Regions from separate parts of the Mus musculus genome. Here region 1 is linked to region 2. The links are chromatin contacts, called in public Hi-C maps. All regions are on one chromosome and are shown on one strand. The core of a region is the stretch at or near the end of the contact, and the rest is flanking DNA. Distances in the headings are between cores, read along the strand shown. Region 1 holds the start of Ube2g2 (ubiquitin-conjugating enzyme E2G 2). Region 2 holds the start of Mcm3ap (minichromosome maintenance complex component 3 associated protein).

The links. A called contact is a pair of places that touch in the nucleus more often than the background predicts.
Region 1: a Hi-C map of B cells shows a contact between it and region 2, with 12 read pairs. The contact joins the promoter of Ube2g2 here to the promoter of Mcm3ap in region 2. A contact is called at or near these places in 1 of 39 promoter capture datasets (pre-B cells), 1 of 484 Hi-C or Micro-C datasets (B cells) and 1 of 115 datasets of contacts at active chromatin or transcription factors (astrocytes).

The regions. Positions count from the first base shown.
Region 1 is chr10:77,618,555-77,625,050 of GRCm38.p6, forward strand. It overlaps Ube2g2 (ubiquitin-conjugating enzyme E2G 2), which reads left to right and starts at 3,767. Exons shown (of 6, transcript NM_019803.3): 1 at 3,767-3,862. The coding sequence starts at 3,820.
Region 2 is chr10:76,464,336-76,470,842 of GRCm38.p6, forward strand. It overlaps Mcm3ap (minichromosome maintenance complex component 3 associated protein), which reads left to right and starts at 4,567. Exons shown (of 29, transcript NM_019434.3): 1 at 4,567-4,879; 2 at 5,614-6,507. The coding sequence starts at 5,720. Ybey (ybeY metallopeptidase) reads right to left here and starts at 4,779. Exons shown (of 5, transcript NM_172550.4): 1 at 4,439-4,779; 2 at 3,822-4,051; 3 at 1,902-2,030. The coding sequence starts at 4,031.

The DNA of each region.
Region 1 (6,496 bases), core at 2,517-5,016, 1.2 Mb after region 2:
TGGGGTCTGGAACATTCCTCAGTGAGCATCCCACCCTGCTGGTATCTCTAACATCTGAGGATTCCTTAACAGATAACCTCTCCCTTCTCAACTCCACAGTGTGGCTTCTCAGGGCCTCTGTACAGGAATCTTGATACCCCCCATTCATTGCCTTGTTTCATTGGCCTTTCTCCCCTCTTACATCTCACAAATGCAGCTGGGCAGTGGTGGCTCACGCCTTTAATCCCAGCATTTGGGAGGCAGAGGCAGGCAGATTTCTGAGTTCGGGGTCAGCCTGGTCTACAAAGTGAGTTCCAGGACAGCCAGGGCTATACAGAGAAACCCTGTTTCCAAACAAACAAACAAAAACAAACAAAAAACAAAAAAGCTCACAAATGTGGAGCCACCATCAAGTTTGGCTGTCAGTTCCAGAGGAAGCCTGTCACCCTTAGGGCACAGTTGCAGCCATCTCTGTGTGCTCTTGAGGCTGGGAAAACCTCCCTGTGTGCTCTTGGTTTTTTTGTTTTTAAGCAGGGAACCCTGAAGGATCTCTTGCATTTTATACCTTGGGGTTCTCATTTCATTAGGCACTGTACCTAGTATCCCAGTGCAGTGTCTCAGACAGCTCTTGCTGACACTAAATTCCTTTAACCACTACAGCTTGTTCCCAGTCTGCCCTGCCCTCAACTCTGTCTGATCTCTGTTCACCAAAGGACACTTCCCACATTTCTCTGGGCTACTTTCTACCTGTTTTCACTGTAATCTGGATAAATGCGGTGAACAAGAATCATGCCACAGCCTGGATGTTAGGTAGGCTGCCTTGAAATTCCCTCTGCCAAACAGCTTCCTTAGCTCATTATTTTTGAAATATGGCCTCACTCCAGTTTTTAGGATGCAGGGAAAACGGAATTGTTATGGGGAATCCACCAGAGAAGACCACTCAGATACAGTCTATAGCCAATTGGAAGTATTTATTCCAGCCAGCTGGGACCACACTTAGGTATTTGGGACTCAAAACTAAAGAGCAATGGTTTGTAGGGGTCAAATCTGTAGCAAAATTACAGTTATGAAGTAATAGCAAATATAATCTTACGGTTGGGAGTTACCATAACATGAGGAACTGTGTTAAAGGTTAAAGCATTAGGAAGATTGAGAACCACTGCTTTAGAGTATAGAGTAAGGTGTTTTTAAAGACAAAACAAAAAAACAAAAAACAAAACAAAAAACCCCACATTCTGATAACTCAGCAGTTTGCAAGGAGAAGTTCTGTGCAAGTGAGCAGTTTAAAGGCAGTTAGCTGGAGGGAGTTCTGCACAAGCTTTAATAGAAGCTAAGCTGGGGCATCTTGACCTCAAGTTCCTAGAATAGAGTTGAATAACTGTTTATGGGGCTTCCCAATCAGAGAGATCAGATTCTAGTTAAGCCGAACATGGCCTCAGCAAGGATCCAAGATGGAGGAAACTGCACTGCGTTGCCCTGCCACAGGATGTGACGTGAAATGGTTACCACCAAGTTTCTGATATGTTCGATGTTCACCTCTGGGATAAAGCACCCTGAGCAGTCTAGGCTACCTGCATTTCTTGGTGTTCTGGTCTTCCAAATTCCCCCCAGAGTCGTCCTCTTAGCCCTGCTCACAGCAATCTGAGAGTTCTCTAGCTCCCAGCTCTGAACCTGTTTTCCACTTTTCTCCTTAAAACTAGCTCTGGGGCTGGGACTGGAGAGATGGCTCAGCGGTTAAGAGCACTGACTGCTCTTCCAGAGGTCCTGAGTTCAAATCCCAGCAACCACAGGGTGGCACACAACCATCTGTAATGGGATCTGACACCCTCTCCTGGTGTGTCAGAAAACAGCTACAGTGTACTTATAATAAGTCTTTTGGCCAGCAGTGCAGAGTTGACCAGTGGGGTTGACTGGAGCAAGCAGAGGTCCTAAAAATTCAATTCCCAACAACCACGTGAAGGCTCACAACCTTCTGTACAGCTACAATGTACTCACATTAAATAAATAAATAGATCTTTTTTTTTTTTTTCGGCCATAGTGTACTCATAAAAATCTTTAAAACAAAACCAAACTAGCTCTGAAGCTCATGGTCAGGCTCATCCCAGGGATGGCCTCAGTTCATGGTACTACTTTACAAGTTTGTTTTCTTGCTGATGGGATCAATACCCGACACACAGAAGTTAATTTTGCCTTGGGGTTGGAGGGGATACCGTCTATCATGGCGGCAGGTGGCTCCAAGGCGGCAGCAGTGTGTGACAGCTGCTTACTCACCGGGTAGCTGACTGGGAAGCAGAGAGAACTAGAAACTAAGCTAATCCTAATCTCAAAATTCACCCCTATCCAGCTAGTGGAGGTTCCACCCTGACCAGCAAACATGTGGGCACGACTCACATTCAAACTGTCGCAGGGAATCGGGGCTGCCACATCATTTGGATGTGTTAGACTAACTTATGCTTCTACAGGCAACAGCAGGAGGAGCAGTGTGTCCTCGAGGCCTCCTTTTGACTTGTGGGTGGGGCATGCTTGGGAGGGTTATGCGTGTGGGATTTTTTTTTTTTTTAACCTTACATGTAATTGGAGTAGCATCCTAATATTTTTTTTCTTTCTCAAGATAGGGTTTCTCTGTGTAGCCCTGGCTGTCCTGGAACTCACTCAGTTGACCAGGCTGGTCTCGAACTCAGAAATCGGCCTGCCTCTGCCTCCCAAGTGCTGGGATTAAAGGTGTGCACCACCACTGCCTGGCTCTAATATATTTTTTTAAAAGATTTATTTATTGTATGTAAGTACACTGTAGCTGTCTTCAGACACCAGAAGAGGGAATTAGATCTCGTGACAAATGGTTGTGAGCCACCATGTGGTTGTTGGGATTTGAACTCAGGACCTCCAGAAGAGCAGTCAGTGCTCTTAACCGCTGAGCCATCTCTTCAGCCCCCTTAATATTCTTTTTTAAAACGACAAATGTGATGAATCTAATGCCTCAAATCTTTTGAGTTCAGCTTCTTATACTCAGGGTCCCAGCAGGAACTTTCTCTTTGTCCCTACACCTAGTCCTGAAAGCCCCTTTTTTCGGAGAGCCACGTCCCGAGCTGTATCCCTCATGTCCACTTAGCGAAGGCAGTGGTGCACCTAAGAAAATACCAAGCATCTATCTGGCAGTTCCGTATGATGAGGAAGTACAGCTTACTTGGCAGAGTCTGAGTTTTTTTGGCCAGAGAGGATGGGATATGGCCCGGGAACTTTATCCTTCCTTTGTGAAACCAAGGTACTCTTTCTCTTGCTAGAAGTGTCATCTCAAATCACCTGGGCCTCAAAAACCAGGTGTAGTGGCACTTGGGAGACAGAGGTAGGCAGGTGGCATCTCTGTGAATTCGAGGCCGGCCTGGGCTAAATAATGAGTTCTAGGACATTCATGCCTACAAGGGGAAAGTTTCACGATCTGGACAGCCACTTCTGAGGGGCGAGCCCAAGCGCAAGGACATGAGTCTCATTCAGGAACAATCCATGATGAGCCATTAGCTCTCGCACTATTTTTCAAGACTAAAGGGCCGCAGGGCGAGCTGCGCAAAGCCTCACGGCGGCGTAGGAAACCTTCAATGCTGAGGGTGTGGCCGGCCGAGAAGATTCTGGAAGCCGAGCTCCGTCGACCCGGGCCATTACCCGGGGAGCGCGAGGCGAACCCCAGCGAGCCTGTCTGAAGCACCCGGGTGCGCCACGTCACCCGCGCGCGCCCCGGATGCATTTGCGCCCGGAGCCCGCGACCCGGAAGCAGTCGTGGGCGTCGGAGCGGGCGGGCGGGACCGGCGCGGATGTGGCGAGGCTGCTGAACGCAGGTTCCGCGGTATGGCGGGGACGGCGTTGAAGAGGCTGATGGCCGAGTATAAGCGTGAGTCAGGCGGCGCCGCCTTCCTGTCCTCTTCCCCATAGTCGCCCGCGGCGTGGCCCGGCATGGCTCGGCTCGGTGCGGTGCGGTGCGGGGGTACTGGGCCGGGCTGCGAGATTCCGCGTGCGGATAAAAGGCCAGGCTGTCGCCGTCACCTGCGCACCCCAGCCAGCGGCAGCGGGGCTGGCCCTGGGCTCAGAAGCCGGCCGGGGCAGCGCCGCCGTGGCCCTGCCACCCGGGTCTGGTCCCTAAGCCCCTGTGTGCTGCGCATCTGCCCTCCCGACAGTTGATGCTGCGGGGCGAGTACCGGGTAATCCCCGTAAGGTGGTCGAGCCGTCGAGGGGAGTTGGGGGAGAAAGTTAAAAATAAACAAGATAACGCCTCAAACCCCCGGCCACGCCGCAGGTGCGAGTTGCTGGGGAAAACCAAAGTTTCTCGGACACGGGCTCCGGACAGTTTCCTTGGATCCGGATCTGTTTTTCTCTCTGTTTTACTTTTTCAGCTCTGTGTCTAGATTGAGACACATCCCCTTTATCTAAAAAAGAGGGAACAGCATTTAAGCTCCGGGACAGGGGTTTAAGTTTTGACCACTTCTACCCAAGGGTATTCACATTAGAGAAAAACTTATCCGCCACAAAAAGCCTCTACTCGTACGTCAGACAAAACGTATTGTCACTTAATTTGAAGTTAAGGTTGTGAATCATCTCCGTGTGAGAGAGAGAAGGAATTTGGTTAAAGAGGGAACTCTAAAATAGGAAGGCTGGCGAGGGGCTCAGGGGGTTCACAGAGGAGAAGGACTCCACCTGCTGTGGCTTCTTGGAAGAGGAAAAAAAAGGGCAGGGAGCTAAGGGTGGCCCCAGGCTGACAGCTAGTCTGGGACCAGTGTTACAGCCATACGGAACTGAGTTGTGCCAGCGACTTGAATGGACTTGGGTTGCAGCCCTGAAACAACCAGCTGTCTCGGCTGGGCCCAAGCCCACATGGAAACCATGAGGTCATCAATGGATATTGTTTAAGCCTGTGGCAGCAGTGATGGAAATGCATCCAGCAGTACAAAGCACGAGGAGCGAGGGAGGGAGGGAGGTTTTTTCCGTGTCCTTGTGAATTCAATAAAAGTCCCACTGAGTGTTTTTCTTCCTTTATGGTATAAAAGGTTTGTCCTCTGTTTAAGACCATGTACTCTAGTATTAGGTAGATTCAACAGGAACATCCAGGTTGAATTAGAACATCCGAGGTTGGGCTAGAGCGAAGGTGTTCTTGCATACCTGATTGTACTGTAGATTTAGAGGCGATATGACCTTGAGTGTGGTTCATTGTCTAACTTTTTTTTAATGTGTTTTTTATGTGTATTTTTATGAGTATTTTGATTACACATAGGTAAGTGTGTCATATGTGTGCCTGTGCCAGTGGATGTCAGAAGATGACATCAGATCCCCAGGGACTGGAGTTACAGCTGGTTGTGAGTCTTTGTGTGGGTGCTGAACTAGAACCTGGATCTTCTGCAAGAGCAACAAAATCTATGAGTCATCTCTTCATCCCTATTGTTTTTCAGGCTCCTTGTTTTTCTTTTATAGCAGTTGAATAACAGATATAAAACGATTAGACTGTGGTCATATCACAAAAAGAGCCAAGCGAAGACCTTAGACTGCTCCCAAGTGCAGTGTCCTGTGCACGCAGAGGCGGATATTGAATGTCCCACTCTGTCGCTCACTCTCCACCCTCTTCTCTTGAGACCAGGCCTGTCATTGAACCTGGAGCTCATCAATTCAGCTAGAATGGCCAGCCAGTTAGCCCCAGACATCTTCCTGTTTCCTCCCTTGCCTCCAACTCTGGGGCTACAGGCACCCATGGTAAATAAAGCCTGCCTCTTTTTCATACGGGTGCCAATACTCGAACCTGGTTCCTCTGTAAGAACAGTGTGTGTTCTTGTGTCCTTGTCATATGTTTCCACAGCTTTTCTTCTTACTGTGACAGACAAGGGAACAGTGGTCCAGGGCTGTTGTAACATTGTCACCACTCAGATACCATAACAGACAGCATCTCATGGTTTGGAGATAGAATTAGAAGCCCACTTGTGGCCTGGGCTGTCACCCTAGGCAGGGTGGGCTTTTGGGGAAGGTCCTTCCTCCCTCTCAGCTCTAGAGTGCTGGCTACTGCGGGTTACTTAGCTGTGCTAGTGTAAGTCCTTCCTCTCCTGTACCTTCCTGTGGCCATCTGAGCCTGGGTGTGTCGGTATTCAGATTTTTCCACTTGAAATGTCAACAGTCACTGGCTTAGGGCCCAGCCTAGTCAGAATGTTCTGTATTTAATTCTGGTACATCTGCTGAGACTGTTTCCAGACAGTGTCACAGTTCCCACATTGGGGTAGACTTGAGATTGTTTTACAATGACAGCTGTTTTTGTGTATTTGTGGGTGGGCAGGCGAGTGCCACTGTGCATGTGCAGAAGTTAGGACAACTGACAAGGGTCACATCTCCCTTCTGTGTGGAGCCTGGGAATTTCGAGCTTGGCCTGTCAGACGAGGCAGGAGGTGTCTCTGCCCACCAAGGCAGCACGTCAGAGTAGGGGCGTGAACCAGAGCAGAGCTGTTCACCTAAGGCCAGACACGGGAGAAGTAGAAAGGCTGGGTCCCTGCAT
Region 2 (6,507 bases), core at 3,317-5,816:
AATTGAGAAGTCAGCTCAGGGGATGATCTACCAGACGGCCGCCCCTTCGGGCTCACAGAGGACCCTTGTAAGACTGAGTTGTCCTACGCCAGGACCCTGGGGCAGGATACACAGTTGCTGCCCTGGGTTGGAGTTAATACTCAGTTCTCTCCTGTCTAGGCAAGTGCTACCAGTGAGCTACATCCCAACCTCTATCGCCTCCTGTCTAAAACAGAACAATTCATTCACTCAGTTCACTTAATTAGTGTGGAGCAACACTGTTTGGGGTTGAGACCAGGTAAAAAGAGTTGATTGTCCCTGGCAGTATTGGGAATCTGACTAGATAGAATTAAGCAAGGGTGAATCACGGTTGTAGTATCAGTGGTCTAGAAGGTTGCAGTGAAGTATTGATTGAATCCAAGAGTTCAAGACCTGGGTGGTATAGTCTACATCTTTTCATTTATTTACTTATTATTTTTAAATTGTGTATATGTGCACATGAGTACAGACATCCTTGCGGCCTGAGAGGACATCTGATACCTTGGAGCTGGGGGCAGGCGGTTGTAAAATACCTGACCCAGATGCTGGGAAGAGAACTCGTGTTCACCAGAACAGTGGCTCCTGATACCCACGGAGCCATCCCTCTAGGCTAGGGCGTAAAACAAGGTCAGGGCACCTGTGCAGAGTAGGCATGGTGGTCAGGCAAAGACAGGACAGGACTCGAGTAGGTGGAGGGAGAGGCTGGACGCAGCAGAATCAGTGTCGCCTGCTTCTAACTGCAGACAGGATTGGGTTATAGCCCGCACAAGAAGGGGTAGAACAGAGTCCAGCAGAGGGCACTGAAGATCTGAAGAGCCCAGCTAATGAAGAGCCTGCATGATGTCTAGCTTTGGCTGACCAGAACACCAAGATTTATAGAGAGGACTACTGCAAGCTAAGCTAAAGTTATCTCTAGCAATCTTTAGTACCCTCTAATAACCATTTACTACGAACCTTGGGATCTGCCCTAATACCCTCATGTTGAGCAGATCACCTCTTGGAAAGCATGGTTAGTCTGACACACTTCTAGCCTCGGCCATCCCTAAAGCCAGGGACACTCAGTGGTTGTGTGGGAAACCTACAGAATTGCCACCACCTCCCTGTATACTGTCTGTCTAACGTCTGCACTGAAGTCACTGGTGACATGTGCCTTTTGTCTATTCCGGGACTATGAGAGTTCACACAACCCCTTCCATGTTGTACAGTAACCCAAATCTGTTCTTTGGCTTCAGTAGCCACCCTCATTTGGCTCAGAATAAACTAGTTTCTTATTTCCTTTAAAGCAGAGGTGTTATTTTATGTCAACTGGCAGTGCCGCTGCTGGCTCTGGGCCACTTCCTTCACAGCAGAGAATTATAACTTCCCCAACTCTGTATAGCACAGGCTGCACTATCCGAGATCAAGGAGACAGTCAAGGCCAAGGCCTTAACTCTGGGTCACCACCAGGGCCTGCTTTGGGTCACTCTTCAACTCTAGGAGGCCCACAGACAGCAAGGCTGTGGGTGTTCTGCCAAAGTGGAGCTCTTCTACTGAACACTGGTACATCGCGTCTCTTGTTAGTTTCCCCTCCTGCCTTCAAACTCTGAAGTGTGGAGGCTCCTGTTCTGTTCTGGGTAGTGTAATAAGAAGCCAATCCAGCAAATTTCAATTAGGGAAGCATGGTCCCATTTCTAGAGATAAAAGCTGAAGAAGTCCCTGGGGACACCAGGCTTCCCCCCCCCCCCCCAGTGTGTTCTCCTTCCCTCAAGTCTGGAGCTTCCAGTCCCATCAATACAAGTGGTATGTGTGGATGCTCGTGTGTTACCAGGAGTCTCCTCTTCCACCTTCTCTAAGGTTCATTTGAAGTTCCTTTGCGAGCGTATGTGGCTCCGCACCCGACTTACCGTCAGGACATCACAGTAATCCTCACTTTCTCTGCAATGCTGAAGAATGTACTCCACCCCTAGGAAAATGTCTCCCAGATTATAATCATCCGGTGAGTGTGGCTGAGGAAATTCGCCAGCTTTCAGATTCTGAAAAGGAGAAACATCACCAGGTTACAAGGACCTGGCTCACTTGTTTAGCAGAGGGCACGGGACTCTTAACCACAGGATGCTCAAGCTGCATAATGAAGGCTAAGGACCATCAAAGAGTCTGAGGGGGTGGAATGCAGTTATCACACAGTGACCCTCACGTGCTGTTTTTATCAAATTATCTACTCACCCCCCCAACCCCTCTCAAAGTCACATTCAATATCATTGAATTGGCATATGGACACAATCACACTCTTTCCCCACTTGTGTGCCTGCCATTTTTTCCTGTTAAGGGAAACAGGCTGGAGAGTGGCTCAGTGGGTAAGAACACTGACTGCTCTTCTGAAGGTCCGGAGTTCAAATCCCAGCAACCACATGGTGGCTCACAACCATCGGTAACGAGATCTGACTCCCTCTTCTGGAGTGTCTGAAGACAGCTACAGTGTACTTACATATAAGCCGGGCGTGGTGGCGCACGCCTTTAATCCCAGCACTTGGGAGGCAGAGGCAGGTGGATTTCTGAGTTCGAGGCCAGCCTGGTCTACAAAGTGAATTCCAGGACAGCCAGAGCTACACAGAGAAACCCTGTCTCGAAAAACCAAAGGGTGGAAAAAAAAAAAGAGAAAAGCAGAAAGAACTTTGCTTTGACAGGGGAAGAAACGTGTGTATGCTATAATCCACTATATATATATATACAGAAACAAATCCTTCATTAGCTGTGGCCTCTTCAGACATGCTGTAGACCTTCAGTCCCCTCTGCTGGGCTCTGTTCTACCCATCTTGTGCGGGCTATAGCCCAATCCTGTCTGCAGTTAGAAGCAGGCGACACTGATTCTACTGCATCCAGCCTCTCCCAACGCACACCTCGAGTCCTGTCCTGTCTCTGCCTGACCACCATGCCCACTCTGCACGGGTGCCTGACCTTATTTTATGCCACAATCACAAGGCTTAACTTTCCAGGGTTAAGCCTGCATCCTTGGCTCTTTCCTTCTCTTTTCTATCCTTTGAAGCACCATTTACTACCAATTCATTCCCCAAAAGGAGTATTCCCATTTCTTCTGCTAACAATGGGGGAAGCTATTTAGACAATGTGGTTCCTTGTAGCTATCTATCGCAAGGGAATCTGTTGATAATGCTTACCAGTTTTTACTTTTCTGTCCAAGCATTTACTACTGAGGTACACTTAAAACTGCAGACACTCTTATTTGAATTTCCTGAGGGCACTGAGTTAGTGAGAGTGGTCCCTGCATAGAGGAATTGTGATGTTTAGGGCTAGACATACTTAATGGGTCTATGTCATATTGCTTCATTTCTGTTTTTTATTTGCTTGTTTTTGAGATAGAGAGGATTTTTTTTTGGACCGAGTTTCTCTTTGTAGCCCTGGCTGTCCTGTTAATCACTCTGTAACACCAGGGTGGACTTGAATTCAGAGATCTGCTTTTCTCTGCCTCCCAAGCATTAGGACTAAAGGTGTGTGCCACCACTGCCACCCGGCTGAGAAAGGGGCTTCTTATGTGGCTTTTGTCTGGCCTTAAACTAACCAGGCAGACCAAAGGTGGCTTTGAACTCACAAAGATTCGACTGCCTCTGCCTCTTGGATAGATGGGATTAAAGGCATGCACAGTCACACCAGGCTAGACTTCAGTGCATTTCCAGAAAACTTCAAAATCAAAGATAACCAGATCTGTAATGTAATTAACAGGAACTATTCTGGAAGGAAGGTAAGCTGTACGAGAAGAACATATATACATACATATATATTTATTTTAAATATGAGGTATACATATTTACCTCATGAAATGAGAAAGAAAGCACGTCAGTTGGGACATTTTTATTCCTGTAGATCCTATTAATGTTCTGAATAGTCTTGTTGTCAACACAGATGATCCCCAGGTCAAATTTCTTCACTCCTAAGATACTCCTGACTAAATCCATCTTCCTGCGAAGTGGCACTCTTCTGATGGGGACCACCCGCTGCAGATTTTTAATCACCAAACTCATTTCGGGAAGAACACCCAGCCCTTTAAAAAAAAAAAAAAATGGTTGGAAGGAACCTGTGGTTAAAGTTCGAGAAAAGACCCGTAACTACTAGAGAGTGATAAGTTATGTAAAAACACACACGCGCTCACAATAAAACTTTATTTGATGGGATTTATCTGGTGGCAATGCTAAGGGAAATCACCTTTATTTACCCTAGGAAACTAATAAACAGGGTAGACTGGGCACAACGTGCAGAATAAGGCAAGTGGTTTGGGGCGGTTGCAATGGTGCAGGACCAGGTGAGGATGAGTGTGGGTGAGCAAATGGGGTCGCTGTGGGTCCAGCGTCTCTCGGGCACTCAGGCTGGAGGATCCACGCACGAACGAGGGGCTTCCACGCCGCACAATGCGGGATCGCCGTGCACTTACCGAATCCGACCGTGAAGAAGGTCGGGGGTCTGGCGGGCCGCCTGCCGGAAGATCAGCAGCAGCACACCCCAGAGAGCGGAAGCCGGATGCGGAGGACCGGAAGTTGGTCCTACAAATTTGATGTCCGTAGCGCACACCCAAGAGCCCGCTCCAGTGGCCGGTTTGTTGCGGTGCGGTGGGCCCGGTAGAGGCTGCACGCAGACTGTGGGCGAGCACAAGCGCTGGCGACAGTGGCCGTATCTGGCGGACTTGCTCCTCCCTCCGCGGCCTCCGCTGTCCCTTGTGTCTTTGCCGAGTTGCTGAAGGCCTTCACTAGTCTTCGCTCGAAGGCGTCTGTTAACCTAGCGGCCGGCTTCCGGAGTGTTAAGCATCGGGGATAAAAAGCTATTATTTCTAGACCAGGGCATCGCAAGTTCGAGTTACCGGGAGAAAAATGAGATGGTAGGAACCCAAAGCAGTAACATTTTAAATTACGGTTTTTGTGTTTTTATTTATTTATTTATTTATTTTGCCTTGGAGATCGCAAGAATCTGATAAGTGATGTGTTCCCGTCTTATTACTGAGGTTTTGTTTGTTTGTTTGTTTGCTTGTTTTTTCCCCGAGAAGGTATCAATTGAATAAAATGCTTTGCATTTTTATTTTAATCATAACGGATCAGGCTTCACCTAAGCCTGCTGGAGCACACCTGTGGTCCCAGCAGAAGGGAGACCGAGGCAGAAGAAAGGAACTTAAGGTTGTGCTTGATTGTAGTAAGCTTGAGGCAAGCCTGGGCTAAGCGAGACCTTGTCTTTTTTTTTTTTTTTTTTTTTTGGTTTTTCGAGACAGGGTTTCTCTGTATAGCCCTGGCTGGCCTGGAACTCACTTTGTAGACCAGGCTGGCCTTGAACTCAGAAATCTGCCTGCCTCTGCCTCCCGAGTGCTGGGATTAAAGGCATGCGCCACCAAGCCCGTTTTACGAGACCTTGTCTTTAATGAAAAGAAAAAGAAAAAAAAATCTTTAAACCTCCCTTACACCATAATCCATTTCTAATACCCTGTGTCCAAAACCTGTTGATCTGTGAGTGGTCGGCGGCCCGTTGTGCCCTTGCCTTTTAAATAATTGTCTTAGAATTTCTGTGATTTAAGAGTTGGAGCAAAATATGCTGTGATGTCCTAACCTTTTTTTTTTTTTCCAGGTCATCCTGAGGATGAAGGAGAGCTTCCCCTGGCAACAGATAATTTAAAGAGGAGAGCTACTTGTGTATAGTCCATATTTATTGCCTTCAGATAATTGGCTTGAAGATGCACCCGGTGAACCCCTTCGGAGGGCAGCAGCCCAGTGCTTTTGCGGTATCTTCCAGCACCACGGGAACATATCAGACTAAATCACCATTTCGATTTGGCCAGCCTTCCCTTTTTGGACAGAACAGCACACCCAGCAAGAGCCTGGCGTTTTCACAAGTACCAAGCTTTGCAACACCCTCTGGAGGAAGCCATTCTTCCTCCTTGCCAGCATTTGGACTCACCCAAACCTCAAGTGTGGGACTCTTCTCTAGTCTCGAATCCACACCTTCTTTCGCAGCTACTTCGAGTTCCTCTGTGCCCGGCAATACGGCATTCAGCTTTAAGTCAACCTCTAGTGTTGGGGTTTTCCCAAGTGGCGCTACTTTTGGGCCAGAAACCGGAGAAGTAGCAGGTTCTGGCTTTCGGAAGACGGAATTCAAGTTTAAACCTCTGGAAAATGCAGTCTTCAAACCGATACCGGGGCCTGAGTCAGAGCCAGAAAAAACCCAGAGCCAGATTTCTTCTGGATTTTTTACATTTTCCCATCCCGTTGGTAGCGGGTCTGGAGGCCTGACCCCTTTTTCTTTCCCACAGGTGACAAATAGTTCGGTGACTAGCTCAAGTTTTATCTTTTCGAAACCAGTTACTAGTAATACTCCTGCCTTTGCCTCTCCTTTGTCTAACCAAAATGTAGAAGAAGAGAAGAGGGTTTCTACGTCAGCGTTTGGAAGCTCAAACAGTAGCTTCAGTACTTTCCCCACAGCGTCACCAGGATCTTTGGGGGAGCCCTTCCCAGCTAACAAACC